Regions from separate parts of the Acanthopagrus latus genome. Here region 2 is linked to region 1. A link is a contact called in public Hi-C data. All regions are on one chromosome and are shown on one strand. Each heading gives the region's core, a stretch centred on a gene start, on an enhancer-like site or on the middle of the called end of the contact. The rest is flanking DNA. Distances are from core to core; before and after follow the strand shown.

Region 1 (6,536 bases), core at 1,267-3,766:
TCAATCATTTTTTAAAACAATTTAATGTGTGATTTCAGTAACAGTATCTTTGTTTTGTGCCTCTTCTCTCTGATTTAGGTGACGCTACTTGTGGCTTCTGTGTGTTTCGCTGTTGCCTCCACACCAGCGTACAGTGCAGCCACAGGGTTGGAGTTTCTGATCACTTTACTTCTGCTGCTGCTGTATGTGCTCAGACTCAACAAGAGGCTGACTTTCTTCTTTTGGCCTCTCGTTGTGGGTGAAGTTTGACAACATTACATAAAGATATCCCACACATGCTGAAGAGAATAGCCGTGCATGTTGCTCTTCTTCTCTTTTCTCGTCCTCAGGATGTTTTCAACTCAGTGTTTGCGGCAGCCTTCTTTATTGTCTTGAACCTGATGGCTGTGACTTCATATGCTGTCGCAGGCAGTCTGGTTGGAGGGGTGAGAGATATTTCTTTAATCTATAATTGCAATCTGAGTTGTGTGGCCCAGTTTTTGATATGAGGATTTTGGTTTCCTCCATACACTGCCAATAAAATTAGATACCCATGCAATGTTTTTAATCTGTGTGCACGTGCTGTAGTTCATGGAGCATGCTCTTGAAGACGGAGATGGAATTTACCCGTTTACATTTACTCAAGTGCAGCAGTTTAGTACAATTGAAGGTACTTGTATTTGTGCTGCTACTTTATACTTCCACTCACTACATTGTGGAGGCAAATATTGTAGTTTTCACTCCGCTACATATCACAATAAATAACACTAAAGTTATATGTATAACATGTAACTTTATTTGCTAACTTTAGTCACTGGTTACTTTGTAGATTACATGCTGCACCAGAGCCAAAGTAGCACATTTTTACTTTCATTTATTTCATAAGCAATCAGATAAAAGAAACAATCATTCTGATAATTGGTTAACCAGCAGTATAAAGTATCTACATACATGTAAATAAATGCATCATTTACTTTTACTTTTGATACTTAAGCTTGTTTAATGTCAGATACTTTAAGTCTTTTACTCAAATACTGTACATATGGGTTACTTTAATTTTGACCAAAGTACTATTTTAAAACTATATCTTTACCTTTTATAACACTGTGTATACATACTGCATGTTTGAGTATCAGCAGGGCTGATCACTGGATCAAATGTTCATCTTTCTTCTTGATGATCACAATCTACTGGTTACTACAGATTACATGCTGCACCAGAGTGAAAGCAGTGCATGTTTTTAACTGTATTTTATCTAGTCAGCATAGAAAAATTCACTGATTTTGATAATCATAAAGGAAAGATGAATATCTGACGTAATGATCAGCCTGGAGGGTAACTGATTGTACAGTGTATATATACACAATGATGTTAAAGTAAAAAAGTCAAGATATTGTTTTAGAATAGTATTTTGGTCAAAGTAAAAGTAACACATACTTGAGTGAAAGAGTTAAAGTATTTGATATTAAACATACTTAAGTATCAAAAGTCCAAGTAAAAGTAAATCATACAGTTATTTACATGTATGTAGATACTGTATACTATGAGTTGACTGATTATGAGAATGATTGTTTCTTTTATCCGATTGCCAACAAAATAGATGAATTTAGAAATGTGCTGCTTTGCCTCTGGTGCAGCATGTAATCTACAAGGTAACACACAAGTAACTAAAGTTAGCGACTGAATGCAGGGGAGGAAACAGTCTCCAATGTGCCTCGAACATGTAGTGGAGTGTAAGTATAAAGAAGCAGTAAACGGAAATATTCAAGTGAAGTAAAAGTACCCATAGAGTACAGTACCTGGGTAAATGTGCTCAGTTAAATTCCTTCACTGTAATTCGATGAATGTAAATAAATGTTTAGTTTACATTTACTTTTGATACATCAGATACCTTTATGCTTTTACTCAAGTATTGTTTGCATGAGTGACGTCAACTTTTACTGATGTAACATTTTAGCCTGATATCTCTAATCTTTTTATTCAACATGATGACACCGGATGTGTTGACGTGCAGTGAGACGCGTTTATTTTGAGACCTGCTCTCTATTTTGCAGATAGTCGGCCTCCTGTCAGCTGGGCTGCTGTGTGTCGACGCTTACACACTCTTCAAGAACATCACGTTCAACAAGCCGAGGAGCGAAACCCAGAGTCAAGACAACAAGTGACCACATCAGTGACAGTAAAGGCGCAGCCCGCAGTGTACCGCGCATTCATAAGATCATAACTGATGACTTTCCATTGGGCTCTGAAGCGGGAATAATCGAGCTGATCGCAAACTGCGTGCAAAGTGTTCGTCATAGTTCAGATTCCAGCTGTTATTCGGACTGTAAAGATGTTTATTATTATTATTATTATTATTATTATTATTATTATTATTATGTGGAAAATATTCGCTGACCTAAATCTCACAGCAAATGTCAATAAAGATTGTTGTCCGCCCCGTGTGACATCATGAGTTGGATATTTCCACTGAGCGGCTCAGGATTGTGTAGTATGCAGCTTTGTGTGTGTGGGGGGGGCGCATCGCATTTCACATCTGGAGAAAGCAGATGTGCGCTTTTTTGGAGCTCGCGCTGCGTTTCCGCGCTGTCATTGTTTCCGTTTCCACCTCCGAGAAGACTCACGCCTCCACACATCTCTCTCTTTTTTGTTTTTTTTTGCACTAAATCCGCTACGCTGGGTTTGGGACTTGTCTGAAGTTTTGAGGAGAGTTCAAATCATCTTTTTTTTTTTTTTTTTCCTCTAACCATGGGGGACATCGAGGCTCCCGACTCGAACCGGCCACGCCAGTCGGTCCTGCTCTCTATTCTTCCGACCAAAGAGTTCGCCACCTCACGGAAAGGCTCGCTGCTTATTGCTGAAGTGGTAAGAAATGACCGGAGGAGGAATCACCGCTGAGACGAGCCAAACTGTTTCTGTGCTGTTGTTTCCGCCTGATGCGCACTCAAGTCGAAGCGCGCTGCGTCCTTTTTTTATTTGACTTAATATGGCAGCGATAGCTTCGCGCAGCTTTAATGCACATTTAACCAACTTCGGCAGACGGTTCCGACTGTCATTCGGATTGTAGGTCAGTCGGTTCCCGTCACAAGGTTTCCATTAGTTACGGGTGGAGCGGCGAGAGTTTATAAGCAGCTGTGAAGTAAACTAATAAAACTCGGAATATTAATTCCAACGTTTTTTACGCATGGACACGCCGCCCAGCGCCATTCATTGTTAACAGTCCTCCACCCTGAGTGACCAAACTGCATAACAGAGCTTCTCTCAGCCTCTCAGTTGTGTTAATGCGTGCATCATCAACTTAAAGTCCATAGAACTACCTCTCTCGTCACCTTTTTAAGCAATTATATAAATCTAAGTCAAATATTCAGAACAGGAACTGACGGACTGTGTCTGTCTGTCTGTCAGTCTGTCTGTGTGGTGGTGGTGAGTCCTCCTGCTGTTAACTGAGTTACTGTATGAACCCTCACATTTGTGTCATGTGGCATTCGGCTCATGTGGGGCTCTGAGAGAGCAGTCATCCTCCCCACAGTCACATCCTTCACTCTGCTGCCACAACTTATAGCCTGCAGCTCCTGCCTCACACACACACACACACACACACACACACACACACACACACACACACACACACACACACACACACACACACACACAATACAGCCTCTTTACTGATACTCAACAATGTGACTGTGATCTTCAGCCCGAGGCTAAAAATGCTTCCCATAGAAGTAAACTGAAAGCCCACTGGCCTCCTCTGCTCAGCAGCAGTTCATGGAGGTGAGGGTGCACAGCTGGTTTGAACATGCACAGAGTGAAGTGCTGTGCAGGGTTTCTGTCGTGATGACGTCGAAGACCACGCAAACACACCAATACCAGAGGAAATAAGTAAACTTTTAGGAGCTTGAAGAAAAAGAATGAAGATGATGATGTTTCACACATCTAACAAAAGTATTTGAATTTAATGTGGCTGTTATTTAAGTCATTATCGACCGTCTTAACTGATCCTGAGACAGACTGTGTCATTATGTGCGTGTCTTACCACCTCTGCTCGTGTGCTTTCTGGGGGGAAACCCAGCTGTGTGTGTGGTCAGAGTGTGTGGTAGCACAGGATTTACTGTACCATCTTTAATGGTCCGTCTGGTCGAGTGCCTTCTGTTAGCTTTAACCTCTAAGGCAGGGCTGCACAAAGTGAGTGGATTAGGCCCATCAAATGTTTCAAGCAAAAAGACATTAATTGAAATTGATTAGAAAAATTGTAAATCGCAGTTATATTTTGTGAGATAATAATGCTCTGTTATGATGAAGGATTATTGTTTTGGCAGAAAGATACAACGACAACAATACGTGTTTGCCCTTGGCCCTTGGCGCACCCTTAAGTTTTAGTGTTGGCCCTAGTAAAAAGTTCTTTTAAGGGGTCAGTTCAAATGCAAAATTATGAAAGAGTATTTCCTCATTTAGCAGCTGTAGTATATAACCATGCACATTTTGGTTTTATTTATCCATTTACTGAGATATCCATCGCTGAGATTTCTGCTCCCACTTTAAAGAGTGCCAATCATTGGTGACAGATTTCATTTAAAAAACTCAAAAGTTATGATTTAACCACCATAATTGAAGCTTTTAGATAAAGATAGATGTTTGGAGTGCCCAGATTGCCTCTGTTTATTTGTTTTTTTGTTTTGTTTTGGGTTTTTTTAGCAGTGCCTACCTAAAAATATGTCTGGGGAATCCACAGAACAGATGAACTTCTCTATATATGACTATAAATACCTGACAAGTAAAAGTGTTACTTCACATCAGGACCATGATATGTAACACAATCTAGCGGTACTGAAAAACAGTTTTGGTCATAGATTTGCAACATTACCCATAAAAATGTAATTATACAACCACAGGTGTTAAGAGGACAGTTGCCGCTGTACAACAGTCAGGCTGTGGTAACATTTCTGACAGTGTACAAATCTTTATTGTTTCGTAGTTTACTGTCATGGCCAAGCCTTTACTGAAACCATTTCTATTTCAAATCTCTGCCAAGGAGGTTGTGTTTTCACCCATGTCCGAATTGTTGGTTGGTTTGTCAGCAGGATTACCCAACATCTACAGAATGGCTTTTCACAGTACTTAGACAGAGGATGGGTCTCGCATGAGTCTTGATAAAAAAAATGTTAAAAAAAAAATGTTAAAAATCAGGCCTAATTACAAGGGCTGGCTGATATCTATGAGTGTGTACAAAGGGGACTGTTGACTCAACTAATGGCCACTCCAGTTACTGCAGACTCTGTCACCCTTGAAAACAGCTGACAATGAGCTCTGTTCATTATCCAAACTGTGTAATTTCTCGTTGCTGTGACCCCGACAAAGAGAGCATCTCCATTGTATTCGACTTAGACACGAATAAAATGTGAAATGAAAGTTAAACCTCCCACTTAGATTTCACTAGATTGAGACTGAGTGAATTGTCCCTTTAAAATGCCAACTGTTGTGCTCAGAAACAAATGTTCAAGTACTAAATGGTGGTCCAAGGGTGCGGCACAGTTGCAAATTGTTTTGAGCTACTATTCATGCCCCTGGTATCTACTGTATGTCTGCTATGTGAGTGTGCAGCCTCCCTGCTGTAAGCTATTCTTCTTGAAGTAGCCACTGGCATCCACCATTTTATTGTCTTGATATCATTTAAAGCTTACAGGCAGTGTGATATCAGCCCACAGTCCCTGGACTCAGCTTCCACGGAGAGTACAGCCTGTAGCGTTGCCATTCTTGTGTGTATTAGTCAGACACACAACCTGCTGAGCATGCATTATTATACACAGTGTGTCAGACCACCACGTACTTCTCATTAGGATTCTCGGTCTCAGCCAGCAACAGGCCCGATAAGGAATGTGAAGTCGCAGCACACTGATTGTGCCAAAAAAAAAAAAAAAGCAGACTTTTTTTGTAGCGTTTGAAATGTTTTCAAAATGCAAACAAGCTGTTAACAAATGGGACGGGTGTGAAAAGTGTGCCTCCTCCCTACGAAGTGAAACTTTGGCAGGATTCTTAGCTGAGTATGTAATGTGTTCCTGTGGGGTTTGTGTGAGTTTGAAGGCCCCCTGTCAACCCTGAGCCAGCTTCAGCACCTTTCAACGCATCCTCATACCTGAATAACTGAACAGGCCGCTCTCACCGGCCCTGTAACAACATGACGGTTGCAGCAGAGCAGCGACTGTTTGGTTCAGGTTCAAACTACTTGGTCTTAGACATTACGTCAGTCTTAAACACGCCTATGTTATGTCCTTAACCTCAGTTTGGTTATGTACATGATGTCTCTTTACATCGATAGTAAGTTCACATTACCCACCATTGACTTTTGATTATATTATGGATGGAAAATGTTGGTCTCCTGGGTCAAAGTCCTGTGCTTGTCTGACTTGGGATCTTACGGTGTGTTCCATTTCCATCTTGGATTTTGAGTTGAGGGTTGGTAAGGTGCATCTGACTTTCCGAGTCTGCAGTCTGACTTCAGGGGCGTTCTAGCTTAAAGTTGACTGGAAAATCTGGAAAGTCCATCTTCCAACTTC
Region 2 (6,536 bases), core at 2,992-5,491, 210 kb before region 1:
ATGCTGATGTTGCTAAGGGGTTGCACAAAGCTTAGTCAATACATCTCACTTCCAACAACTTATTTAATTCACATGGTACTGCTCAAGTTAGAGGACCCCCAAAGTCATTAGCATACATCATCTGGAGACCATAAGTGTCTGTGCAACACTTGGCGCCAATCCATTTTGTAGCTGTTGAGATATTAATGGGATCTATTCTGGACTGAGTCCCATCCCCCATCCAGGTTTCATGAAAATTAAAAAGTTTTTGTATAATCCTGTTGACAAAACAACCAACCAGCTAACAGACACGGGCAAAAACATGACATTCTTGGCTGAGGTAATACAGTGATGTTGTTTTGTGAACTCAGTATCACTGGTGTTCTGTACATTGCTCAACTGATATACAGTTTGAGGAAACCTGAAACAATCTCAGACACGACCCCGATGAATGCAAAAGAATCCCAAAACATCTGGTGGATAATGCATTGTAAAGGTCGGCTATGTTTGTTGTACCAATGTGACCACCTTACAATATCAGTTCAACTGTACATCCACATTTTCTAGAGTACAAAACATTTTGAGAGGCAGGAAGCTTGCAAACATTTGTTATTTTACACACTTCCTTTACACACACCCGACCTGAACTGAAGTGCTTTGGACAGTAGCTCCACTAAGTATCTGCCTCCTTTATAATGTTTTTACCAGACCGAGGTGCAGGAACACAAAAAGTGTCATGTTACCAATTAGACCAATGAGAGCCTCGTCTGACAGGCTGAGCGATGACACCACACGCAGATTAACTGTTTTAGAGGCTTTTCCCAGAAACCTTTACAGCTTGGCCTTTCACCTCGGGCCCTCACAGAAGTATGGACAGCTTGTTTCGGGATGATATGCCCCCACAGCAAGAACACACACTTGAGCATGCTTTTGCTGAGGAAGTGTTTAACGTTCACGGGAAAGTTCCCTTCTACCCCTGTGATGTGGACTTTGGAGAACATAAGTTGGCTTTCGCATTGCAGATAGTATTCCTGTTAATTTGGAATACTTTAAATCAGAAGACCTCCTGAAACACTAGTTGACCCATGAATCATAGTCGAATCTGCCCTTTTTTTTTTTTCTTTTGTTTTTGGAGCTAACTTGTAAGTATAAGCCTGAATTGGAAAACAGCATCTGAAAAGTTTTCATTTAATAATAACAAGGAGTTAATACCCCTTCGGAGAGTCCACTATGTCTGTGTAAAGAATGCCTCCTGTCCTGATATGTGTGAGTGGAACAGACGCTCGGATAACTCAAGAAAAGACCGTCCAGCCGAGAAGGGATGCCTGCAGCATGCCTCACAGTCCCTTCGGCCACGGGGGTTGGAGGTCACACAGGTGTCCTTGTGGTCACTTCTTTTACTGGTTCTCAGATATAGACATTCAACCAGTCAGACACCAACAGAGCTGCTCCCTCACACCCTCTCATTGCTAAGTCATGACTTGGCCTGGCATGGGTATGTACAGCCTATTTATGGTGCCACTACCAGTGTGAGTCCCTCTTGGAGCAGATGTCTGAGCTTTAGGAATGCTGAGCAAGGTTATAATATTAAACCATGACTGATTGAAGCTAAATATATAAATATGAAGATTTCCGGTCATTTCTTCCCTCAATAAAGGATATTCAGGAATCTAACTGATGCGAAACAGGCACACATTTGCTAGTAACAGCGATACAATGATGTGATGAACTGTCCACCGCCTCTACTTTCCCAGTATGGAAGACACATTCCGTTACTTGGAATACACCTGAACAAAACCATTATCTGTTTAAACATTAAAAACCTTAAGAACACACACAAAAAAGAATGCTGTTTTTTGTATAACTACATGGGTTAATTGACTCATTTATTGGGGAAAACCAAATAGCAAACTCATCATAACACCACTGCCTTACTTCTGTGCTGGACCAGTGAAACAACAGCTGTCACCACTTGGTCTTTCATGTCTAAGTCTGTAAAAAAAGTGACAAGGTTAAAAAAAGGAGCGGAAATTGGCTTCAGTCGGCTAGATGTTGAGATCTGGACCTTGTCTCTCTACCCTTTGCTCCCTCTGAAACCCTACTCGGTGTAAAACAGCCTGCAGGTATCCACACCCAGCAGGACCTGTGATTCTGACTCTCAATCCTCTGACTGATTATTTCCGATGAGTGAGACCTCAGCAGCAGCTGGACGCTGCTACAGACTCTTGATTTGTACCCGATTTCATGGTCCAGGAGCGGCCCACTCTTCTTTCCGCAAGGAGGATTACAGACCAGGACAAATGGCATCACGCATGCATCTGCACAGCTGTTGCCCACCACTCAACACAACATACACCCAGCACGTTTGAACACCGCCTTGATTCAAAACAACAGCAGCTTACTGAAAATGAAAAAAAGAAAAAAGATCAACTGAAAGCTATCAGGTGACACTGCAGGAAGTCTTTGGATTGGGCTGACAGCTGCTGACGTTTAAATTGATTTCACTCTGATTATTCGTCAGAATTTGTAACAGTTTTCTATGCATTACTTGTGAAATGTTTGTACTTCATCATAGCATTAAAAAAACAACTTGTTTATTGGTTTTTCTTTTCAGACAAAACACAAAAATCGTGTTTATCTCACATGTGAGTTTTGCACCTGCTATTTAGCACGTAGCAAATTGTCCAGCCTGAAGGAAAAAGTAGGGACTTGAGATTGCTTTGAGATGATTGGTGACATAGACTCACTCATTAAAGGAACAATCCACCAAATATATTGTCATGTTTTCAGCCACTGTATCATGACATTATGTTTATATTGAAGATCATATCAAGGTCCAGATGAACTGACAGAAATATCTTTAGCCTAATGTCATTACAGTCTTTGGTTAGTGCACTGTGACTAACTGGTTTGCCCTGTGGCTGTGTGAGCAATCAATCATCCCTGCAGATTTTCGGTGAATTTCTCCACAATCAATTTTGCATGGAATATGAAAATGGAACACAAAAGCAGCTTAAATTCACCGCTTTTGACCACATGGACACTGAAACTTTGCGGACACTTTTAGCAAGGTCAGGGACACTTCGCTGAGATCTGAAATATGAATTCCCACAGCTTCACAACATCTGCAGCATTTAGACTGAATTATAGAGCACAACAAAGCAAAGGCTTCCCTCAGGAATCACTGGAGGCCAACTCACTCAACCTCCCAACCTGGGCTCCATTACTACTCCAAACAGAGCAAAAGACTGATGATGGCTGGAAGTGCTGTTGGTAATAAGTCAGTTTACATTGTCATCCATTTTAGATTTCACAATGGCGTCTGCTGACAGGGGCTACTAATGATGCCCCGAGCCCCTCTGTACACATCTGGAGTCTCGTCCTCCTCAGAGCACTTCATCATCCCCTTCCCAACTGGAATGAAGTGTTTAGATCAGCCGTAACCTTGTGATTGCACAGCAAGTTCGGTGCCTCTATTGATGAAAAACTGGTAGAAGACATCGCTCAGGTAAAAGCATAAACTGTATATTTTCAGGAGTGGGGCAGCTAAAAAGCCATTTTCTAAGCAGGATCACACTCTGAAGGGGCAAGGAGTGAAGAATCTTGTGCTGAAATTGGGGGTTTGGCTGTTGACAACTGTATTATGGTTTAGTTGTGTGTTTGTACTGCACACCACAATGTAGTGGCCAAGAGTAAATTAAAAAAAGTCTGAATCTAGGCGTGTTTAGCCAGGGAAGAGAGAAGGATGTGTCACATGATCCCAGTACCTTTGCAGCAGCCTATCCAATCCATTTCCAGTCACTTGGTATTGACATTTTTTACAGCAATCAGAAAGTGGGGAGGGATACACTCCCAACACTACCTCCATCGCTCAAGCACCTTTGCTCTTTTATAGAGTCAAACGTTTAACTAAATCAACTAAAGATAACATCGTCCACAGTCCACATGATAAAGACAGCTTTAACTTTTCTTATTTTGAGACCCTTTCATCGACAGGCGGCTCACACTGGATATAAAACAGAAAACAAACACAAAGCAACTGATAATGCTCAAATAAATCAGCATATATAGTTCATTTTAGTCCACAGCAGCTACAAAGACACATGATTTTTCTTACCTGACAAAGCAGAGTACCCAGCACACACACCATCACCATCCTTGCCGCCATCCTTAGTGCCTGCACTCAGAAACTCAGAAGCATGTACAGACCTCTGATGGCTCAAAGATCTGATGCTGCTCCACTAAGAACTGGGCTCCTGAGTGGCTCGACCCTGAAACCTGTCCCTTTCTCGCCTTTCTTTCTCTCGGTCCTCTTGCACTTGCAGTCCCTCTCCCTCTCTTTGCCTCCTTTCCTCTCCCAGCGTTTGTCTCTCACGGCTCCTCCCTGTCCATGGCTGGGGTATGTCTCACAGTCGTGGGGTAAGGGGGTTAGAATTTCAGCAGCGGCCCTCCCATGTACCCCAGCACATGTGCTGTCACTCAGAGCGAGACAGAGAGGCAGAGAGAGATGAAGAGAGAAGCAGGGCAGCTGTTGGTGGTGTAGACAGAAACAGTGTCTGCACCAGTTAAAAGTAGGTAAACTTTATTAAACACTTTATTCAAAACGATGGCACTTTATGGGGAGACAAAGGAAGAGGCGGGGAAGAGGAATAATGGTCCAAAACCCAAAGATGCAAGAGAAACAGAAACAAACAGAAGCTGAACCAGAGACTATTTAATTTGCTGTATAATTTAGTAACAAACTTTAACAGTTGTGTTGATACCCTCAAAGCAAATCTTCTATCAATTTAGATTTAAGTTATACCACTTTGTTGACAATTATAATTAAAGACTTAGTGTCAAACATCTATCTCCATTTATGATAAGCTGTCATACTAACAATGGACTGCTTTCTGTTTCTGTTAAAACTGAGAAATCAAAATCTGCCACAAAAATGACTTCAGTATTTTCTTGACCACAGTCCACATCGATCTGTTTCTGTCTTTGGGCATCCGTTGCTGCCATACTGAGAGGAAACCAGCGGTCCTTTTTTCACTTCCAGGCCCCACTTAATGGCATAATGTACTCAATTTCAATTCAACTCAATAGGCTTTATTGTGACATTTGACATATGTTGCCAAAGCACAGTTGTGATTGTCAAAGACTATGTCAAAGGACAAGTTCAACCGACAGTGAAAATTCATTAAGTCATTATGTACTTTTGTAATGTTGCTGTGAGAAATTTTTTTCAAATCAATTTGCGATCTCAGTGTTTCCAGAGACTTAGATAACATACGACGAGCTGAACAGACCCATTTTCTTTATTTATGCTTTAATGCAAGTCCCCATCTACTTCAGTTGTTCGGGAGAATGCTACAATGATGTTTTGCTGTGAAGCTCCAGGAATGTTTAGTGGACTACAAAACTTCCATCGGCATGGAGGTGAGAAGATAACAATTTCATTTTCATATTTTGGGGTGAACTTATCTGTTAAAGGTCTAGATTTTTTGTTTCCTAACTCATCAAAAAATAACGCTTAGCTTTACAGTCGCTAGTGCAAAATAACAACATAAAAACTCTTGTGTTTAAAGTCTTACGTAGCTTGGCGCTTGTTTTCTTCTTAAATCCTTCTTGTCCGGATCAACCCTCATGTCATAAGGCCACATACATAACCTCCCTGTCCAGTCGGTCTGTGTTGTGCCCTCGCACATTCAGAACATGACTGGACTCTTTGATCTCCTGCTATTTTGAACACTGTCAAAGCAGAAGATGAAGATATATGGTGCTCCATGGGTGATGTCAAAAGCAGAGATTGCCATGTCTGCAATGCTTAAAATTTGATTGAAACGTGGCCATGACTGATGAGAGTTTTAGGCAACCATCTCTGTTGCAAGAAGGTGGAAAAACAGAGTGAGACTTTAAACTTCTCAGGGGAGAAACAACCAGCAGGAAAGATGTGTTTGGCATTAAGAGACGCTAGACGTGGGGGTCCAGATCCCTCAACAATACTTTCAACACCCTATCAGCAAGTCTGCTCACAGGTCGAAGGTCGATACGGATCTTTAAGAGATAAACAACTGCGGACCCCGTCGGCTTCTCTCTCACAGCAGAGACTTGCAGGACAGATGTTAAAAAACAAAAAAGTGATGTAACAAGACTGTGTAACGGTGACTGTGGTCATGCTCTAAGGGACAGAACTTTTGGACCCTGAGTATGTCTTAGAGAACTAGGGGGTAGATTATGACTTCTGTCCTGGTGGATGGATACTCGGAAAACCCCCTTGCAAATTGGATTCAGACAAGTATCGTGGTTGGTAAGCAGAAAGTGAAGCGGAAAGCTTCATTTCCTTTGTCCCCTTTATTCCAGGAATGTATCTCAAAACTGGGCACAGTGGCTGCTAAAATCAACTAAACATTTCTCCTATAGGCTAAAATATAAGGTAGAAAAATACCATATTGTAGGTTTTTGCAGTTTCCAGTTGAGTGATTTCATAGGTGCTGGACTCATTTGCAAACATACTGAGACGCTTTCTCTGTTGCTTATATCACAGGAGGGTGGATGTTGCAATGGCACTGCAG

The links. Hi-C and Micro-C count contacts between places; a contact is called where the count stands out from the background.
Region 2: a contact with region 1 is called in a Hi-C map of muscle, with 3 times the contacts expected there. The contact joins the promoter of cdh15 here to the promoter of cmtm3 in region 1. A contact is called at or near these places in 2 of 4 Hi-C or Micro-C datasets (liver and muscle).

What each region holds. Positions count from the first base shown.
Region 1 is chr4:18,147,725-18,154,260 of fAcaLat1.1, reverse strand. It overlaps cmtm3 (CKLF-like MARVEL transmembrane domain-containing protein 3), which reads left to right and starts at 2,516. Exons shown (of 5, transcript XM_037096827.1): 1 at 2,516-2,844. The coding sequence starts at 2,728. LOC119018249 (proteolipid protein 2) reads left to right here. Exons shown (of 4, transcript XM_037095764.1): 2 at 79-234; 3 at 330-425; 4 at 2,034-2,426. The coding sequence ends at 2,144.
Region 2 is chr4:18,362,359-18,368,894 of fAcaLat1.1, reverse strand. cdh15 (cadherin-15) reads right to left here and starts at 4,241. Exons shown (of 14, transcript XM_037095683.1): 1 at 4,097-4,241. The coding sequence starts at 4,147.